Linked DNA regions of Mus musculus: regions 1 and 3 are each linked to region 2. Evidence: chromatin contacts called from public Hi-C data. All regions are on one chromosome and are shown on one strand. The core of a region is the stretch at or near the end of the contact, and the rest is flanking DNA. Distances in the headings are between cores, read along the strand shown. Region 1 has its middle 8.3 kb from the start of 4430402I18Rik. Region 2 overlaps Rcl1 (RNA terminal phosphate cyclase-like 1). Region 3 holds the start of Rln1 (relaxin 1).

Evidence for each region. Hi-C and Micro-C count contacts between places; a contact is called where the count stands out from the background.
Region 1: a Hi-C map of uterus shows a contact between it and region 2, with 2.8 times the contacts expected there. A contact is called at or near these places in 3 of 39 promoter capture datasets (the 3T3-L1 cell line and fetal liver), 5 of 484 Hi-C or Micro-C datasets (the G1E-ER4 cell line, liver, nephron progenitors and 1 more), 1 of 130 datasets of targeted methods (embryonic stem cells) and 1 of 9 other capture datasets (adipose tissue).
Region 3: a Hi-C map of cerebral cortex shows a contact between it and region 2, with 4 times the contacts expected there. A contact is called at or near these places in 5 of 39 promoter capture datasets (the C10 cell line, hematopoietic stem and progenitor cells, hippocampal neurons and 2 more), 3 of 484 Hi-C or Micro-C datasets (cerebral cortex, cortical glia and large pre-B cells), 2 of 130 datasets of targeted methods (double positive thymocytes and effector CD8 T cells) and 3 of 9 other capture datasets (adipose tissue, liver and macrophages).

Annotation. Positions count from the first base shown.
Region 1 is chr19:28,973,628-28,978,623 of GRCm38.p6, reverse strand. It overlaps the pseudogene Gm3621 and the pseudogene Gm4844. Among named protein-coding and RNA genes, the nearest start is that of 4430402I18Rik, 8.3 kb to the right of the region's middle.
Region 2 is chr19:29,138,654-29,143,233 of GRCm38.p6, reverse strand. Rcl1 (RNA terminal phosphate cyclase-like 1) reads right to left here. Exons shown (of 9, transcript NM_021525.2): 9 at 1-92. Among named protein-coding and RNA genes, the nearest start is that of Mir101b, 5.7 kb to the right of the region's middle.
Region 3 is chr19:29,331,823-29,336,450 of GRCm38.p6, reverse strand. Rln1 (relaxin 1) reads left to right here and starts at 1,781. Exons shown (of 2, transcript NM_011272.2): 1 at 1,781-2,065; 2 at 4,285-4,628. The coding sequence starts at 1,855. It overlaps Gm52390 (a long non-coding RNA gene), which reads right to left and starts at 1,813. Exons shown (of 3, transcript XR_003952902.1): 1 at 1,701-1,813; 2 at 1,432-1,564.

The DNA.
Region 1 (4,996 bases), core at 2,079-4,578, 160 kb after region 2:
AAATTTATTATCTTCTCTGACATTGTAATTGATTGCCATCCTTCATTTTGTTGAAGATTAAGATGAACTTCTAACTTTTGCCCTTTCATTAGAAACGTTTCTGAAAAATAAAGAAGATTTACAACTTAATGATTCTGCTTTCTCCTGAGCACTCTTAGGGGCACAAGGAAATATGAGTAAGGAGAGTTAATTGTATATTTTTCAGGATAGCCAAAAATCGAGGCTTAGCCCGGTGTGGTGGCACATGCCTTTAATTCCAGCACTCGGGAGGCAGAGGCAGGCAGAGTTCTGAGTTCGAGGCCAGCCTGGTCTACAAAGTGAGTTCCAGGACAGCCAGGGCTATACAGAGAAACCCTGCCTCGAAACAAACAAACAAAAAAATTGAGGCTTAATTTCACCTTTTGCTTGTGCATGTGTGTGTGTTTGTATGCACATGTGTATGCATGTGGTACTCTTCAGGCATCATACCTCCAGAGCCTTCACTTTGCTTTCTGAGACAAGATCTCATTGGTCTGGAGCTTGCCAGCTCAGTGAGCCTCGCTGGCAGGGAACCACGGGGATACTCCTGTCTTTACCTTTCAGTGGTGGGGACTTTGGTAAGCACACGCCACTGCGAACTGTGGCAGCTTCTTTATGGTTCTGGGGCTCAACTCCGATTCTCATGCCGTTTGGCAAACACCTTACTGACTGAACTGTCTCCCCAACCTTCAGAATACACTTCAATGAGGGGTAGATAAATGTGATGTTTATAGACCCAAATATCTCATAAGGCTAAAAATAATAAAATATAATGTGCTATCTATTTTTATTGAGAACACAGTTCTTACAGTGCAGGGCTGTATCCCCTTTCTATGGATTTCCTTCTGAAATAATTGCAAGGTATTAATTATACCCTGTGGTAATTATATTGTCTGCATTTGCATTGAATATATAACCATATTTCATTTTATATGAGTGAGAGATTGATATGAAAGATTTCAGACTGATTCCACCAAGAATCCCTTTAAGCTATGAGCTATGGTAGGACAGGAAGCCCATGTAAGCATGTGGTAGTGTTTCCATTTAAGCATCTTATAGATTGGAAGGTATATATATATATATATATATATATATATATATATATATATATATATATATATATTGTTTTTTGTTTGTTTTTTTGTTTTTTGTTTTTCGAGACAGGGTTTCTCTGCGTAGCCTTGGCTGTCCTGGAACTCACTTTGTAGATCAGGCTGGCCTCGAACTCAGAAATCCGCCTGCTTCTGCCTCCCAAGTGCTGGGATTAAAGGCATGCGCCACCATGTCCAGCGAAGGTATATACTTTAAACACACAAATGTTGAGCTACAGAAATTCCTAAACTCCATCACCCAAACTCAGCCATTGTGAGGATTTTGCTACACTCGCTTCCTGAAATATTTGAAAGTAAAATCTAAGCATTATGTCATTTTACCACTATGCACATATGATGATCAACCTTTATTGATCCATACTAGATGTGGGCGGCCCCATCCCAGGGACCACTGAGGAGGAACCTACAGCTTCATTTGGGCAAGGCAAGCTGGCTAGCAATGGGGTTATAGCTGCAGCCTTTCTCTTTTAGCTTCCTGACTGTGGACACAGCAAAGTGGACAGTGACGTCACTCACCTGCTGCCTCATCTTGCCCACCACTGATAGGCCTGACTCTCATACTCTGAGTCAAAAGAAACCTTTCCTGGGATTGCCTTTGGCAGGCACATACTTACACAGTAATAATACGGTAATGCAACATCTTAATATGCATCTCTAAACAAAGTTAATGTTCACCCCACACAGACAAAAAAAAGCTTCCATACCTACCAAAATTAATCAATGGCTATTATATAGTCAATCTCCAAGCATTGTAAAAATGTCCTGTAATTCTCAAACACTGAGTTGGTTTGTTAAAATCAAGGTGTAAAAATAGCTCACCTATAATATTTGGTGATTGGTATTTTTAAGATCTGTACCAGTTATTGCCAACACTTCCTTTGTTCTAACAATGCCATTGACATTGCCAATGACAACTTTTGGTTGTCATGTAGAAAGCTCAACGTCATATGTGTGACAGGATGCCTTTTTGTGGTGCCGTTAGTGTGTTTCTCAGCTGGCAGTGTAGCTCAGTGGTAGAGTACAAGGACTTAGGTCCTACCCCTGACACTGTAAAACAAAGCAAAACTTATCTCCCATAACTGCTTGAAGAGCAGTTAAGTCTAGAGCAATATTGCAACCTAAAACACTCTCTGATGACGGGAACAATCTCTGCATTGTCTGTGTAATAGTCACTAGCTATGCGTAGCTACTGAGCACTAGGAATGTGACCAGAGCAAGCGAGGAGCTAGACTTTATGTATTTATTTATTTATCTTGCTTTAGCTAACTTAGTTATATGTAGCCACTATATTAGACAATGTGACACCAGTATCCTGATTGAACTTAATGTCAATTTCTTTTTTTTTTAGTCTTAAATGCCTCCAGATCCATCTTTTGAATAATACAAGTCAGCATGTAGTACTACCATAGTGATGTAGTTAAAGTTGTTCAGTGGGTCTATATAGATAGTAGTAGCCTGATCCTTTAGGGGGAGTTTTCCAAAGGATGCAATTTTAGTCATTTTTAACATATAAATGTCATGTTTACGGTTCGTTAAAAGCAAGGGAAGAGTTCATTTATTTATTCATAGTAAAAGAAAGGTACAATTTCTTCTTGAAATATTAAACTGTGCAAAAGCTGAAAAGTTAAAGTTTTAAAGAAAGACGTTGGAAAAGGATAGACATAAGATATAGTTTTGGGTTTGTTTGTTTGTTTCTAAAGGCCGGGGGTTGTGCACAAAAATCAAACAAATTTAGTGTTCTACAAACTCATGATTGCTGAATTGGCACAAAGACCCTTCCCCGCGCTTTATGACACCAGCACTGAGTCACAGAAGCCCCGCGGCTCCTAGTTCCTGAGAAGCCCTGACCTCTTGGGCAAATTTTGCCCGCGTGGGTCTGATGGGGAAAGATGGAATTTCTTGGAACCATTCAGACAGCGAGTTACTGTGGCTCCAAGAAAGACTGTGGCTTGCAGTGGCCGCCCCCTGCTGGGCAGGACCCTGAGGTACAGGAGTGCTACCAATCCTTTCACCTGCCCCGCTGCCGCTCTGCTTGGAGACCCAGAGTCTTCTACAAGGTCGCCACCACCCAGAAAAGCCAGGAGGATAGCGCAGGCGACCAGGGGCTGTCCACAATTCTGCCCTCGCTCCACTCCCCGCACTTCAATCGTTATACCCAACGCGAATGGGACCGCTCTAATGATCTGCTGATCAGTATTGCAGAGGCATCGCGGCTCCGCGCCAGCCGGCTGACAGACGACTCCCTGCGGATCATGCAGGATAAGGAGCAGCTGACACGCCAGATGCAAGAGGGAACCTTCCGGAACCTGGGCCAGAGGCTCTCCGACATCCGCTTCTGGAAGTCCGGGTTGTGTCATGAGCGGGACATGCTGATGGCGGAGATCAACAACTTGAAAACCCTCAAGATGCGCTTGGAGTGCGCCGCTAAGGAGGTGAACTGTCCCCTGCAGGTGACCCTGGACTATCTGTACAGTAAGGAGAAAAGGATCGGGATTAACCTGGTCCATGACAACGGGGAGAAAAACCTTCTCCGGGTAGCAGATTTACTTAAATGTTGCCAAGATCAGATGAGAAAATTAGCTAAACGAATTGATTCCCAGATGCAAGATAATCGAGATGTTCAACATGCCCTAGAGCAAGACATCGCAGACAAGAGCTCTGCACAGTCTATTGAGGAGAGATGTTTAAACCTAAAAAACACATCTGAATCCATTAACTTCTTCCGTGGCATGGAGAACTTTGACGAAACGGTCTCCGTTCCTGAAACCTGGGCCAAGTTCAGCAGTAACAACATCAGACACGCTCAGACTACGCGGGCCAAGTCTGTCCAGCTGCGGGAGGAGGTAGAGCACCTGTTTGAGACCTTGACAGCCCAGGTGTGGAGGCATTTCACCAACATCAACCTGGCCTACCAGTCTGCCCAACCTGGAGTTCTACAGGGGTGTGGCAAACACCAAATAAGACCCAGCAGCTGCAGAGCAGTCTTCTAGAAAGGCAGACACCACTAGTGAACCAGCAGTTCAATCCTGAAGAAACCTCTAGCCCTTTTCTTTTCTTCTTTTTTTTTTTTTTATACTCAGTCACCTTTATTAGTTATACCTCAGGTTATTTTTTTAAATAATATTTCACACCATTAAAGCAATCACACCACATTAATTAAATTGATGCATCCCAAATTCATGCGTCTTGATCTTTACAGGTGATAAAGATTACATCTCAATAAAAAAAAAATCCTTCGATGTCTTGCTTTGATGTTCTCTTTAAAAGAATTATAATGAAGAACCAATTCTTTTCATTTTTGTTTATGGGGGAAAGAGGAGGAGATAGCATCTTGCTGTGTAGCTTAGGCTGCACTTGAAAATTCTATTCTGTCTCAGACTCTCACCGCCAAACCTCACACTTGAAGGGCTGTTTCAAAGGTTTATTCTATCTCCTTCCACAAGTCGGCATCGAAACACCCAAGTATCCTTAAAGTCCAGGGTTCCTTCGACTCCGTACTGTTTCTCCGTTATCTTGAAAACTCCCTTGGAGATGTTTTCTTGACTGGTGCCCTTCCTGGTTGATATGCTTGCAGTCAGAACTGACAGTGGCAGGAAAGAATGAGCAGAGGTCAGAAGAAAACAGCGTCGCCCTTCTCCATCGCCGCGTACACCCGGGTGTTGTTCTGCTCATAGTCTTGGATGCCATGGTACATTTTTTAACTCCTCCCTCCCACTTGAGGTAATCATGTAGCTTCAGAGTGTGTTTGTGGGTGCCTGGGAGCACAACCAGACAACTGTTTCTGTTAATGTGCACCGTGGCTGTCCAAGCACAATTTGGTCCCTGGATAGGAATGGGAAATAGTGTAGATTCTGATGCAGGCGGGG
Region 2 (4,580 bases), core at 1,999-4,498:
TGTCCCCGCCCTTCAGTTCTTCACCACATGGCTTGGTTTCAACTTTAAACATAACCTGGAAAAAGCTCTTCAGATGCCGCAAAAATTCTATCCTAAAAAGAAATAGTGAGAACGTTCATTTTAAAAGAAACTCTGTCCTCCTAAGACCCCAAATTTTAATTTCTGAGACTAAAAACATTGAAATTAAAACTGTCTAATCAAAAAGGCTTTAATATTTATAGCCTGTCAGCTTCCCAAGAGGCCTGGAGCAGCCTGTGGAGACACGCGCGCGCGCACACACACCTCAGCAAGGTAAGTTCGGCTGGAGACAGGCTAGAGGTTAGTGTAAGACACTCAGCCTTCCCGTCCCACATACTTATTACAGTCACAAATATGGAGGTAATTTTGAGTGGTGCATATTACATTTCTCCCCTTAGTCAGAGCACCATGGGGTAAAAAAAGATGAACAAAGACAATTTCTTATCCTGAACGCCAGCAACTGCCTTCTACTTACTCAACAGTATTTTCTGCGAGTCTCTATTAGAGTCAGGCTCTGTTACTGGTGCTAGGGACACTGTAGTCAAAGCAAAGATGAAACCAGGAACTTCCCCATGCAGATCTCCATCTGCTGCTACAGACTACAGAAGAAAGTTCAGGATTCTTAAGAACAGTTGTTAAATTTTCAATGAAGCCACAGAGAAGGAGGAGGGAAGCTGCAGTTGTGGTTTGGTGGTAGAGCCCGCCCTTGCCTAGCAGTAGGGGGAGACGTGTGCTTATGTGCTTCCGTGTGCATATTTAACAGGAGACAAGTGTTAACTGAGGTACCAGAGAAGAGCTCACAGCGAACGCTGTGAAGATTCATGAGGCTGTTTCTTCCCACTCCCTGCAACAGAAAGCATGGCATTCCCCTTCCTGAGACAGCGGTTCTTCAGGCACACTGTCAAGAAGCTTTAGGGGGTTCGAACCGCTGCCCTAGGACACTCAGTGTGACCCCAGTTAAGCCACAGGGCTCACCTGGAGCATTCACTAAACGCATAGGCTCCTAAGGGTTAGACGAAGTATCCCCATAGAAATGCCTAGAATCACAGAGCCTATGTAAACACACACTCTCCTCTTTCCTGAATTCTATGTTGTCGGGGCATAGGGGCCAGAAATCTTCCATCAGCAAGCATCCCCCGTGGCTCTTATGGAGCAAGCTGAAGGAACACTGCTAAGTGAATAACCTGGTGTTCATCTGCAATAAAGCATCACACAGACACCTGTGGCACACTGGTCCTGATCCGGCCAGCCTCCCCGCCCCAGCCACATAGTTCTAAGCCTAAAGTACACAGAGAGCACCTGAGGAACTTTCATCATACGGATTCTAGACGGGCACATCAGTGGAACAAAACTGGGAGTCAAGAAATAAACCCACAGACTTAAGGCCAAGTTAATAGCCTTATCAGGAATAAATCAGGCAAATGATATGGGAATGACCAATTATTCACAAGCAAAGAATGGAGGCTTTTGACTCCTTCCCAGCACACGGAATCAGCTCCAGCTCTTCCAAGGTCTTTGTAAACGCTGAAACTATAGGGTGAACGCCATTACGTTCGGACAACGAACAATTTAATGGTTGCCAAAACAGAAACACCAAAATCAGAGCAATGAGAGAACCAAGAACTCTACAGTAATTTAGGAAAACAACTAAAAAGACAGGCAGGAGATCCAAGTACAATGGAAAGAGGCTATCTCGTCTGCCATTAGGGAAATGAAAAGCAAGTCTGCAGGAAGAAACTACTTCATGCTCAACTGGTGGCACTAAGAAAGGCACAGTGACACGTGTGATGGGAAGCAGCGGGTAAGCTACTGCACACGCCATGACAGGAATGTAAAGTACGGCTGCCTAGAAAACAACCAGCCCTTCAAACTCAAGCACAGAGATGCGTGCTCCAGGGAGAATGCATGCCCCGGGACAGTGAAAGCACACAACCTGCAAAACCACCTACAAACACACACACACTCGCAGCGGTGCTGTTCATAAGCGCGAACCACCCAATAAGAGCACATAAGGAGAACACCCCAATGTCCACCGACTGACAAAAGAAAAGGCGTGTCCTATTCATGGGGTGTTATCAGCACTTGTATGTGCTCCAACAGGATAAGCGCTGTAAACTGTGCTAAATGAAAGAAGTGGTTGCTAAGGACCTATATCATTACATAGGGTTATGTTGTTTTCTAGACAACGGTCACAAGAGCTCTCTATTACTGCGACAGAGCTGGGACGACAGCGGGACAAATGGGCAGCGACCACAAATGGCACAGCGTTTCTTTCCGGGGTGATAAAAATGTGCTAAAGTTAGACTGTGGTTATTCAACTCTATGAGTATACTAAAGACTATTAAACTGAACACTGTAAATGGGTAAGCTGTATGGCCGGATAAATTATATTTCTACACATCTGTGAGTTTAAAAAATGTACTAATCCCAGGTCCCAACCCTAGTCAGTTACAGATGAAATTAAGGATGAAGCCTGCTGCGGTGAATGTGCCTCCTCTGTGCTTGATCCACTCACAGGAGGGAAATATACCAAGAGACTAGATCATAGCAGATCAACTCACCCTCTGTGTGAGCTGTAGGCATGTCACAAGACAGGGACCAACTGCTAAGCACCATAGCTCAGGTGAGATATACTTTGCTGACCCTCCATGTAAGACCATACGACTTCATCTTTACAACGCAAGCCCATTTAAAATTCTTCCATAGAGCCTTCCTAGCCACTAGCACTCATCCATCTGATCCTTCGCTGTCTTAATGGAGTTTCTACAGCGTTCTCTGCTTAGTGGCTACATAAGTGACTGCCAGCTACACAGTGCTGACCCTCTGGGTAAGTCACACAAGTATCTCAACAATGATGGCCTGCACACATGAAACTCTCTCCCTGCTATTGAGACACTAAGAACTGAAGCGTTGGGGGTAACTGAGAAAGGACTTCAGCGATCTTGGTAATTAGGGGAAGTCAGCTCTCCCCCTGCTGGCTTTCTGGTCTTACTGACCATGGGAATTCTTTCCCTCTTTTTTCCTTTTTTCTTCTCTCTCCATCTATCCATCTGTTTCCCCATCTTGTCTTAGGGAAAAGAAGACAAAGACACAAACCCCACAGATAAACAAGCCACACACACGTGTGAGCCAAGTTTCTAACTGGCAGCCTCGGAGAAGAAAACACCAGGACCTTCCTCCCCACTTCTCTGCAGGCTGAGGGGAGGACAGCTCGGTCTCCCTCACTGCTGCGTAGACTAACACAGGCCTGAGGCAAGCTTCCCTCTGGGCCTCATTCAGCTACTTCACTCTGAATCATTCAACTGGACTAAAAAAGCCAGATGCCCTCTCCTGCTGGCAGAACTCCTGGGAACTTGAGCTTGCTTGGTGTCTTGGAGGAGGGTGGAAGAGATGCAGACCGAGGGTGCAGGCCTGTTTATGTACAGCATTGAGGAACTTGTAGCTTTTGGAACAGTTAGGAAAAGCAAAGGTTGTTTGACTTTCTCCACAGTGTTTTGCCGGCCTCTCGGGCTGTCTGAGCAAGCCAGCAGAAGATGGGTCTGAGGGGCATTTCAGAATGCCCTTCTTCCACCTCCAGCCTCATTTTCCCTACCATCTTAAACCCAAACAGCTTCCTTAAGAAAGTGAAATTGGCTGGGCTGTGGTGGTGTACACCTTTAATCCCAGCACTCGGGAGGCAGCCCCAAGTAGATCTGAGTTCAAGGCCAGCCTGGTCTATAGAGGGAGTTCCAGGACAGCCAGAGCTACACAGAGAAACCCTGTCTTGAAAAAGAGAAAAGGGCTGGGTGGGTATCTGATCCAAAATCAAGGAGCAGCTTTTCTTATAACCCTCTTGGGGCAACTAGAGTTTAATGCAACTTCTGAGTAAATGATCTTAGTTTCTCACTTGACAACTGGATCTGCACTGTTTTGTCTGTCTACTTATCTATCTATCTATCTTTCCCTTTAGAACAAAGTGATTCACTGTTAACACGAACAAGACTTTGCTATGAAAGCCCCCACTCTATCTGACAAGGTTTCAGAGACTTCTGGAAGCTGAGATAATTGTCCCTGTGTGCTTCCAAAGGTTGGTTGTTCCCACTGTCACTGTCAACAAGCAAGGACCATCTGCCCACAGAATCTCCATGGCCAGGCCTGGACTGGCTCAGGCTCAGCCCCTCCAATGCCCTTGGAAGCACAAGAGGGAAGCAGTGATGGGTCAGCCTCTTTCTGGTGATACGAACAGAAAATCCTGCCTCCTGTTTCACCAACCCAGGTTTCTGTGTCACCTGGACACAGGGTTAGGGTTGCCAACAAGTTAGGTCTAAGGAGTTGTCCTAGAAGCCGAGAGACAAGATCTGAGAGCAAGGAAAAACCGCGTCACATGGTTCCCTGGTTCCCCGCAGTCATTACATGGCAGCTTTTGAGACCAGTGGTGTGTCTGATGCCAACACTTCAACTCTACTCCAAGAATGACGTTATTAAACTTGGTTCAAGGCAACAGGAAACAGAACTGGTTGACTGTGCCGCTGGCACACAGCCAACCACTCTCCATAAGCAATATCACTTTATGAAAAAAAGCA
Region 3 (4,628 bases), core at 532-3,031, 190 kb before region 2:
GCCAAATAACTCAAGACAATTTTTTTTTTTTTTTTGTATTTTAGGTTTTTTTAGTAAGACTTCGTCCAGTTAGAGTCAAGAATGTTTGCTTAATTTCCAGTGCCTTTTTTTTAATGTATTGTAGAGTTTTAGGTCTTTAATCTGGTTATAACTAACAGCTGAGGTACCACAACTGAGGAGAGTTTGTTTAGTTTTGGTTTTTAAATTATGTTTGCTACAAAATACTATAGTTGCCTCATTGAGGACAACGTTAAAAGAAAGGAAGGATGGAAGGAAGGAAGGAAGGAAGGAAGGAAGGAAGGAAGGAAGGAAGAAAAGAGAGAGAGAGAGAGAGAAAGGAAGAAAACTAAAAGGGCTTTATATGCTATGGACAGTCTAATAAATCAAATTCATTTAAAAATTTGAAAAGAAAAAAATGGATAAATTTCTAGATATAAACTTATCAAGATTGACCCGTGACGACATAGACAACCAGAAGAGACTAAGTCAAGTATGGAGCATGTGTAACCAAGTCTCCCAACAAAGAGAAGTTCAGCCCCAGGTGGCTCTGTCGCTGAATCTTACCAGATTCTCAAAGTATTCCAAAGAATCAGTTTATTCTCTCAGTTCAGCATTGCTCCATACCAAAAGGAAACAGAGACACAACAAACAAAACTATAAACCAATGTCATTGATAAACATAGATACAAAACCACTCAACAAAATATTAAACCATCAAAAAGATCATTCATGGTGATGAAGGTGGATGAGTCCGAGAGGCAAGGGTAGTTTACCATATGCAAATCAATAAATGTAATATATCATCAGAATGAATTGCAAAAGCTGTAAAAGTTATCTCCATATAAGCAGGTAAACCTTTGGATAAAAGTCAACACTGTATCATTATTTAAAGCAAGTTACAGAAAGAAAGTTGCTACCTGACATAATCAAGAGTGTACAACAAGCAGCAGCCTACAATCATATCGGATGCGGAGAACCTGAAAGCATTTCCTGTGATACTTAGAACAAGACAAGGGCATTGGCTCTTACTGCTCTCGGTCCCCATTGTCCTAAAGACTTTAGGATGAACCATAAGGCAACGAAGTGCGCAGAAAACAAGTAGCCAGGAAGGAAGTCAAATGGTGCAGATACTATGATTCTATCTATTAAACACACTCTCTCTCTCTCTCTCTCTCTCTCTCTCTCTCTCTCTCTCTCTCTCTCTCCATTATGACTAACAGAATATCCACTGTAGGATCTAAAACCAACCTACAAATCTCAACAGGATTTTAAAACAACCGTACTGAATTTGCTTAAGAGAAATCACAAAAGGTTCACGTCAGCAAAAGCAAACAAAAACAAAACAAAAAACACATTCCAGGTGAAAAGTCAGTTTCCCTCTTAATTAACAGTTTACCCTCCTCCCGTTATGTCTTCTATGACCGGACCTACCAGCAATTGCAGCCATAACCTTAGTGGGGTTAGAAGGTAACAAGAGAAACGTTCATGCTGGGAAGCCTTTGCTTGTAAGAAGATAGGTGGTCTCTATTGCTGATGTGACTTAGTCCAGGGGCCATGCCTTATTCTGTAATTAAGAAAAAACTTCAAATCCAAAGTGATTTTGGGATATAAGGTTGTTTGGGGGCAAGAATAAAGAAGACAGAAGGGTGGTGTGATGAATGAAAGGTGGGTAAGGGGAACGAGACTCAAGAAGACAATACCACGCAGGCTGAGGGTGGGAAGTGGGTGGAGCTGGAACCATCAACACTGGTGCTGAGAGCTCCCAAGGGATATAAAAGCCGGATTGAGCACTGGGGAAGCAGCAGGAGCCCAGTCCCGCCAAGGCTGAGCCGCCCAGAAGCAGCCCAGACCGGAATGTCCAGCAGATTTTTGCTCCAGCTCCTGGGGTTCTGGCTATTGCTGAGCCAGCCTTGCAGGACGCGAGTCTCGGAGGAGTGGATGGACGGATTCATTCGGATGTGCGGCCGTGAATATGCCCGTGAATTGATCAAAATCTGCGGGGCCTCCGTGGGAAGATTGGCTTTGAGCCAGGAGGAGCCAGCTCTGCTTGCCAGGCAAGCCACTGGTGAGCGCCTTCTCATCTCACCCCTTCTTCTCATGCTTCCCATTGGCTGACCACCAATTGGAAAGGTCCCCTGCCTCCCCCCGGGGCGGGGGAGGTTTGTGATCCCCAGCCTCAGGTTTGACGTGCTCGTGCTCGGTTGGGTCAGAGTTTCAGTGAAAACCTATCAGAGGGAATTGGATATGCTGCAGGCAAGGGCTTCATTTACACTAGGAATGGAGCTAGGACCTAACGGGAGCCAAAATCTGGGCTGTGGAGTATGCCCGGGCGGACTACTGCTCCCTGTTTGTAAGACACATCACCTAGGGAGCCTTGCTGTGCATCTTTTTTTTAACTGGGCTTGCAGTTTAATTGAGAGGTTGGGGGGATGTAAGAAAATCAATAAGGGCTAGCACGCAGACTATCATGACCGAAAACTCATTAGTGTCATAAAAATAACATTTGAATCCAAAATCTAGTAATTAAAAAGTGAATACCTGTATGAGTTCAGTTAGATTAAAATGTTATATTTGTGTCTATTATCTACAAACCAAACATACGGATTTCAAAAATAGTTGTAAATAAGGAATTTCAAGGCACAAAAGCTTGTAAGTTAACTCTGACCCCCGACTACAGCTGGCCTTTGCTTACTGGTTTTAAGTACATCAACTTTGCTTGGCAGCCGATGAAACTCTGACTGGACAAAATCTTAGAGCAAGGAGGGATTGGTAAACTGAGTTAAAGTTAGAATGTCTTCCTGAAGGAAAAAGGCAGGACTTCTGATAGACACAAAATGGTACAGAATGCCACCTGCTGTCACTGGTTTAGACTTGGAATGAACAGGTGTGACAGTGCCATCACTTTCCGTGCCAAATTCCAACGGCTGAAGTTGGTTGTTGGCTAAAAGGACAACGGGACCCTTAGGAAGGATCTTTGTCCCAGAGCACCCCAGTATAGGGGAACGGTTTGGCTTTCTCTGGAGGGTAAGCCTCCAAGGCTAACCTGGTATCTCCCTTGCACACTTAGGCTGTGCCTTTTGGATTCCTTGGTTTCATTCTTTCCAGAGGAGTGACTGATTGGTAAGCTGACACGCTGTTCTGCTGGACATGAAGAATGGCATCAAGAGCTGAGCTATTGCACTGTAATCTAAACTTGATTAGCATTGCCAGGTTTTTTTTGTCTGCTAACACTCTAAATTTGTGCATTTGGAATAGGTAAGAGCAGGGGGAAGGTCTGAGTTACTATAAAGAGTTTTGTAGGCAGAAAAAAAATTTTTTTTCCTGTAAATCTCCTAACTGACACTGCTGGTGGAAACAGTCCGTGAATGCTGAACTGTAAATGTGTACAAAGAAGGAAGGGGTCACTTGGTTCTAGAGGGTTTCCCACAGCACGGGAGCAAACACCACACTCAGCACATTGGTCCAGGCACCACTGGGAAACACACAGTTTGGGAAGCGTTCTTTTTGGCTGTTTCTGTCTTGAGTATACAATACCACTGACTTGGAGCAAACACTCTAGGGAAGAAAGATTGCTCCGTAAGTGTTCAGAGACATCCATCCTTCTCTAGTCAGAGCTGAGCTGCTGGAAATATCTGTCTTTTAAACTTTATCCTAAAGCAGTAACTTGACACTCTGGGACTCCTAAAATCATGGAAATAGTTTTCAAGGACTACTTTTTCATGGTGCTAAGGCAATGAAGAAAATGACTCAGGTTAGAAAACATGTAAATGAGTTGGTTTTGTTTTATTTTATGTTACTTTATTTTATTTTATTTTTTGAGATGGGATCTTTCTAACATAGTCCTGGCTAATCTGGAATTCTGTAAACCTGCTGGCTTTGAACTCATGGAGGTCCACTTGCCTCTGCTCTCCAAATGCTAGGATTAAAGGTGTGTGGCACCACATTGGGCTAGAAAAGATGAAAAATAGTGTTGTTGATAGCCAGCGTGATTGCAGAGAAATAAGAGTTTAGTGACAAAGGGTGAAAATTACAGTGATAAAAGCAAGATGAGGACACTTGCAGAAAGAAGCCACATGGGGCAAACAGAGCCTTGGTAAGATCGTAGCAGTCTGAACTGCCTAGCCAGCAAAACCACTGAGATTTTCAATACTCTCTGACCCCGGTTCCGTGTTTAATTATATCCAGGCAAAATGCTTTTCTCTATACAGATGTCTGTATTTTCCCAAATGCACCTTGACATGAATATTGCCTACCCCACTCACTTTTCTTTTTTAAACTTAACAGAAGTTGTGCCATCCTTCATCAACAAAGATGCAGAGCCTTTCGATACGACGCTGAAATGCCTTCCAAATTTGTCTGAAGAGCTCAAGGCAGTACTGTCTGAGGCTCAGGCCTCGCTCCCAGAGCTACAACACGCACCTGTGTTGAGCGATTCTGTTGTTAGCTTGGAAGGCTTTAAGAAAACTCTCCATGATAAACTGGGTGAAGCAGAAGACGGCAGTCCTCCAGGGCTTAAATACTTGCAATCAGATACCCATTCACGGAAAAAGAGGGAGTCTGGTGGATTGATGAGCCAGCAATGTTGCCACGTCGGTTGTAGCAGAAGATCTATTGCTAAACTCTATTGC